Regions from separate parts of the Mus musculus genome. Here region 2 is linked to region 1. The links are chromatin contacts, called in public HiChIP or PLAC-seq maps. All regions are on one chromosome and are shown on one strand. The core of a region is the stretch at or near the end of the contact, and the rest is flanking DNA. Distances in the headings are between cores, read along the strand shown.

Region 1 (3,218 bases), core at 287-2,786:
GTGCACAACAATTAAAATGTCCAAACAGTTGTTTGAATTACGAAAAAGTAAAGATAAGGTTTTATTGACTACAGAGCAGAAAGGCATTATTTATGTAAATTATTTATTTTGTGGTGCCTACTGATCAAACCTTGGGCCTTATCTATACTGGGGAAGTATCCCACAATTTATACAACCTTAGTCCATGTAGGGTCATGTTTTAAATTTCTCTATGAAGCTATTTTAAAATTAAAATGAGGCCGGGCAGTGGTGGCACATGCCTTTAATCCCAGCACTTGGGAGGCAGAGGCAGGTGGATTTTTGAGTTGGAGGCCAGCCTGGTCTACAGAGTGAGTTCCAGGACAGCCAGAGCTACACAGAAAAAAAACCTGTCTCAAAAAAACTCAAAAAACCCAAAAAACCAAACAACAAACAACAACAACAACAACAACAACAACAACAACAACAACAACCAATAACAAAAAACAAAAACTAAAATGAGGGCTGGCGAGATGGCTCAGCGGGTAAGAGACTGCTCTTCCGAAGTTCCTAAGTTCAAATCCCAGCAACCATATGGTGGCTCACAATCACCCATAATGAGATCTGACGCCCTCTTCTGGTATGTCTGAAGACAGCTACAGTGTACTTATGTAAAATAATAAATAAATCTTTGGGCTGGAGCAAGCAGGGACTGAGCGAGCGGGGCCGACTGGAGCAAGCATAGGTCCTAAAAATTCAATTCCCAACAACCACATGAAGGCTCACAACCATCTGTACAGCTATAGTGTACTCATATACATAAAATAAATAAATAAATAAATAAATAAATAAATAAATCTATCTTTAAAAAAGTAAAATGAGTATACGGTCAGATTATAAATAACAGTTGAATAGATATTGCTATAATATGTAGAATTTAAAACAAAGTTATATACTGAGCAGTGTTATAAACATTGCCAACAGATGAGTTATGCATAGTAAGTAAGTAAGTACAATTTAACTAAATTGTAACTTTTAAGATGTTGTTTCATGACACAAAGTGGCCATATGAACCTTTATCATTAACTTTTAGTGAGATCAGCAAGTCTTCTGTTTGTTTTTGAGGGCTTAGAGTTTGAGACAGGGCCTGACTGTGCGCCCCTGGCTGCCCTGGAAATGTCTCAGTAGTCCAGGCTGGCTTTGAACTCACAGAGACCTTCCTTTGTGTGCCACCACACCTGAGCTGAACATGCAAACAGACAAAAAAATAACAAGTATCTGTAAACAAAATTTTGGGTATCAAGAACGAAATCAAGCCAAGCATGGTGGTATGTGTCTAATGCTAGGAGGTTGAGACAGGAGGGTCAGGAGTTCAAGGTCAGTGTCAGCTGTGTAAGACTCTGTCTCAATAAACAGAAACGAAATAGCAAGATCAGTATATAGAAAGGCCAGTTGACACAGGGGCAGTGGTGGCACATGACTTTAATCATAGCACTTGGAAGGCAGAGGCAGGCAGATCTCTAAGTTCAAGGCCAGCTTGGTCTACAGAGTGAGTTCCAGGAAGCTACAAAAACAAAAACCCAACCAAGAAAGAAAGAAGGCAGGCCATGTATAGCGGTACACGCCTTTAATTCCACCCCACTCTGGAGGCAGAGGCCGGCCTGGTCTGCAGTGGAAATCAGCACGTGATAAAGTATAAAAGCCTGGCTCAGATGGTAAGCACACTGGCTGCTCCCCCAGAGGATGAGGGTTCAATTCCCAGAATCCACATGTCTCACGACCACCGGTAGCTCCAGTTCCAGGGTATCTGATGCCCTCTTCTGGCCTCTGTGGGAACTGTATGCAAGTGGTGCAACAGAGCTACATGTAGGCAAAACATAAGAAAACAAAAACAAAAAACCCAGAAAGACCCTAGAAATTTAGGAAAAGGGTTATAAAAGTAAAGACATTTGCAAATGCAAATTGTAAGATAAAAAAACCACAGTTCTTTACTGATTTAGGCAGAAAGAGTGGTGCAATTGTCCAGGAAGGACGGAGACTTCTGGAAAAGAAGATCATTACAGCCACCACTACAAGTGGACACATATGCCTGCCACTTAAAATAGCACAAACAAGTGTAGGTTATCCAGGAGTATGGAAAAACTATCCACAAAAACAAAACATAAAGACTGTCCTTGAGGGCCTGGAAAGATGGCTCAGCAGTTACGAGCATGTGTTCTTCTTGCAGAAGACCTGGGTTCAATTCCAGCACTCACATGATGGTTCACAACTGTCTGTAACTCCAGTTCCAGGGGATCCATGCCCTCTTACTGCCTCCAAGGGCACCAGGCACACATGTGGCACAAAGAAATATATGAAGGCAGAACACTTATACACATAAATGAATATGGGGGTGTGGTGCTGAGGACAGAGCCCAGGGTCCTACATGTGGTAGGCATGCACTCTACCACTGAGCTACATCCTTCCAACTGCTCCTCACGAGGCGGGCTCTCATGTGGCCAGGCTGGTCTCAAACTTGTGAGACAGTGGAAGGCCATCATGGACTCTCAATTCTCCTGTTTCAACTATCCAGAGGCTGGGCTACAAGTATACGCCATCATGCTGGGCTCAAGAGCTATTTTAAAGATTTATTTATTTACTTTATGTATATGAGTACACTGTTGCTGTCTTCAGACACACCAGAAAGGGCATCAGACCCCATTACAGATGATTGTGAGCCACACTATGGTTGCTTGGTATTGAACTCAGGACCTCTGGAAGAGCAGTCAGTGCTCTTTACTGCTGAGTCATCTCTCTAGCCTAATACTAATAATACTAATCTATGTGGGTTAAACACAATTTCAACTGCCTTCTTCTTTTCCCTTTCCCCTTTCCCCTTTCCTTTCCTTTCCTTTCCTTTCCTTTCCTTTCCTTTCCTTTCCTTTCCTTTCCTTTCTCCTTTCCTTTCCTTTCCTTTCCTTTCCTTTCCTTTCCTTTCCTTTCCTTTCCTTTCCTTTCCTTTCCTTTCCTTTCCTTTCCTTCCTTTCCTAGACAGTGTTTCTCTGTGTCCATCCTGAAACTCATTCTGTAAACCAGACTGGCCTTGAACTCAGAGCTACCTGCTTCTGCTACCTCCTGGGTACTAAGATTAAAGGCATTCACACCCACCACCCAACTCAACAACCTTCTTAATACTAATATTCCAACTTACTCTGGGTCTAAAGTTTTCATGCCAAGGGGACCAAGCAATTTTTTTTCTGCAATTTCCAAAGCCTTCCAAG
Region 2 (3,212 bases), core at 549-3,048, 110 kb after region 1:
GACCTCCAGAGGAGGAATTTGTCAGAACTTTTCAGATGACCTTGCAAGAGATACCTGGAGCTGAGACAGTGGTGTGTCACACCACACCCTAGCTGACTGCTTGCTTAGTTATGTTTATGTGTATTTTCTTCTATTTGAACAATAACCTTAAACTGAGAAGACAGACACGTGTGTGTGTGTGTGTGTGTGTGTGTGTGTGTGTAGTGTATGTGTGTGCGTGTGTGTAGTATGTGTGTGTCCAGACTTCATTTTTCTTCCTTCCTCATGGTAGTCAACCACATGAAATAAATCTCTCCTTTTATTTTTCTTTTTTTAGTTAGGCTTTTAAAATTGGATTATGGAGGATAGGTGGCCAACCATGGCTTATAGGGGTCCTAGTTGAACCCCAAGTCTGTGGTTTTGAGCTGAAAAAATCAGTTGACTTAGTTGAAAAGTTTTAATGCCCCAAGCTGCTTTAGGTTGGAAACAAGATTTGGGCTCTCATTACTTAAAGCCCCCCTTTTAATTTTCTGGGGCGGTGGCTGCTGCGGGGGTGGGGCGGGTGGGGTTGAGGGTGGGGCGTTTGTTAAATGTTAACAGTTCTTCCTAGGCCGTTCAGAGGTGGGTGTTCTTTCCTATCTCTTCTTTTCAAATGGATCTAAAGAATTTACTGGTGTTGCGCAATGGGTAACCACAGGTCAAAGCCTGCCTCACGATCCTTCCCCCAACCCACACGTCCTCCCAAGTTAGGACGACGTGGTTAACATTTTTCAGATATAGATTTTTTTCCCTAGCACTGAACATGTTCTTTTGCAAAATAATGCAAGGCACAGACTAAAAAGAGACAATGGGAAGCCACAGCCACACGCATTTCAAGTTGTACTTTACAAAAAGAAATCTCGAAAGAGTCCTTTCAACTTTTATAATTTGTGCACTTTGGGTGGTGGTAGTGCAGACCTTTAATCCTGGCAATGTGGAGGCAGAGGCAGGAGGATCCCTGTGAGTTTGAGACCCGACTGGTCTACACAGCTAGTTCTAGAACAGCCAAGGCTACACAGAGAAACAGTGTCTCACACCCCCCCCACCAAAAACAAAACAAAACAAAACTGTGCGCTACGATTTCTTTACAAAATTTTGTAGGTAACTAAATAGTATGTGGAGTGCTGCTAGATTTAAGAAAAAAAAAAAAAAAAAAAAAAAAAGGGTGGGGTGGGGAGAAGGACTAAAGCTGGGAGTGGTGGTCCACCCATTTAACCCAGAAGGCGGCAGAGGCACAGCTAAGGCTGCTGCACAGAGAAACCCGGTCTCAAAACAAAAACAAAGGGGGCGGAGGTGGTCCTGTAAATTCTCACGGTGAACTTCAATTCTATATTTAGCCAGTCATTAAAAAGCAAACCAAACCAAGCCATCAGCATGCCTGTGGTACTGCGTACTTCAGTACTCACACTGCTAACTGAAATTGCAGTGGAACTGGGTATCCTACTTATTTGCTGAATATGGCTACCTCGCTCAGGCAGGAGGAGCAGGTGCCTTTGTCTTTGAGTCACAGGCAACAGGTATGCATTCAAATAGGCTGGTAGAGAAAACCAAGGAAAGTGTAATTTGCTCAGTGCAACAGTAGCTAGTGAGTTAAAAACACGCAGAGCGTTTTTATTTTTTAGAAACAGAACCCTTCTAGTTTCACATGTGCAGTCCTAAAGCCCATCCCGGGCTCGGAAACCAGGTAGGGCAGCTTGGGTCGCCAGCCTTCCCTGCCGGTTTCCCAGTAAGCTGGCTCCGCCTAGTTGCAGCTCCGCGGTACCCGCCGGAGCCAAGCCGGAAGTTGCTCAGGCTGCCTCTGCTGCTCAAGGTAAGAGCCCGTTCTGTTTAGTTTTCTGTGTCAAGACTCTTGGTAAAGCTTATAAAAATCAGAGCTAGCTGGGCGACGGCGGCGAGAGCAGGCACCTTGCGTGGTCTGGCAGTCAGGAGGCTGGAGGAGGGCTGCGCTCGCCGGCAGGGTTGTCTTGATCTGTCTAGCGATTTAGTTTCCCAATATGCCTCGTGACTTTGACTAAAGAGCCCTAATCCCCAAAATGGGGTAGTTGTAAGGACAGACGAGCATGAGGGCCCGAAAAGTATTGACTTTAATTTGTGCTCCATAAGAAAAATTGAACAACGGAAACTTGACTTTTGCATTGAAACCTAATGTCATAGTTTGCCCATGTGCGAGTTACTCGTGTGTGTGTGTGTGTGTGTGTGTGTGTGTGTGTGTGTGTGTTCTTATGTCTGTGCATGTCCAGCAGCCTCTTCTCTTCTCCTTTCTTTTCTTTCCTTTCCTTTTTTTCTCTTCTCTTCTCTTCTCTTCTCTTCTCTTCTCTTCTCTTCTCTTCTCTTCTCTTCTCTTCTCTTTTCTCTTCTCTTCCTCCTCTTCTCGTCTCGTCTCGTCTCGCTCTTCTCTTCTCTTCTCTTCTCTTCTCTCCCTCTCCCTCTCCCTCTCCCTCTCCCTCTCCCTCTCCCTCTCCCTCGCTTTTCTTTCCTTTCCTTTTTTCTTTCCATAATGTCTAAGGTCAAAGGGAAAATTTCAACTAACAAATGTGCTTTCTGGAATTTCTCCTAACATAGCTAAACTTTAAACTTTCAGTTCAGCTACAGGTATGTAAGTCTGCAATGGTGGAGGAAAATGTGATACAAGTTTCTATTAGCTAATAGTACATTTCTAAGAAAAGAACACTTACTTCAGGTTGGTACAACTAGGCAAGATTCCAAGGAAAGAAGGCTATTTTATCCGGAGCCCTGGCTTAGGATCTCATTAAGTAGCCTTAGCTGTCCTGGAACTTTCTCTATAGAACAGGTTGGTCTCAAACTTACAGAGATCTGCTTGCCTCTGCCTTCTGACTACTATGATTAATAGTGTGTGCCTGGTTAGGTGTTTTATTTAATTCTTACAAAGTAGTTTTTTTTTTTTTTTTTTTTTTTTTTTTTAAACTGGTACTGCCTCCAAAAATAAGAAGCCTAAGTGAGAGTGAGAATAAATAATTTGCTCTGGGTCACAACAGTGGTCCCTGACAGGTGATAATGGGTAAATGGATCAAGGTAGGGGAGATGTTCAGAGAACCTGATGACCAGAGTGCAACCCTTAGGTTGTACATGATGGAAGGAGAGAACTGACTTCTGCTAGCTGTCCTCTGACCTCTACGGCATGCCGAGGCAAGTGCAATTTAAAAACAGAGGACCAATTCAAACACAGAAATACC

What was found. HiChIP or PLAC-seq counts read pairs in DNA pulled down with a chosen protein or histone mark.
Region 2: a contact with region 1 is called in an H3K27ac HiChIP or PLAC-seq map of embryonic stem cells, with 14 read pairs. The contact joins the promoter of Frrs1 here to the enhancer-like site in region 1. A contact is called at or near these places in 1 of 39 promoter capture datasets (macrophages), 6 of 484 Hi-C or Micro-C datasets (CD8 T cells, the G1E-ER4 cell line, beige adipocytes and 3 more), 3 of 115 datasets of contacts at active chromatin or transcription factors (the 230-238 cell line, bone marrow-derived macrophages and embryonic stem cells) and 3 of 9 other capture datasets (adipose tissue, liver and pancreatic islet).

Annotation. Positions count from the first base shown.
Region 1 is chr3:116,747,250-116,750,467 of GRCm38.p6, forward strand. It overlaps Agl (amylo-1,6-glucosidase, 4-alpha-glucanotransferase), which reads right to left. Exons shown (of 34, transcript NM_001081326.1): 31 at 3,149-3,218. Among named protein-coding and RNA genes, the nearest start is that of Slc35a3, 37 kb to the left of the region's middle. Within about 2 kb of position 1,537, at least 14 of the 459 cell types and tissues checked have an H3K27ac peak or open chromatin away from gene starts, as enhancers often do. A contact at or near this core is called in embryonic stem cells, where this site is marked.
Region 2 is chr3:116,859,882-116,863,093 of GRCm38.p6, forward strand. Frrs1 (ferric-chelate reductase 1) reads left to right here and starts at 1,799. Exons shown (of 17, transcript NM_009146.3): 1 at 1,799-1,828.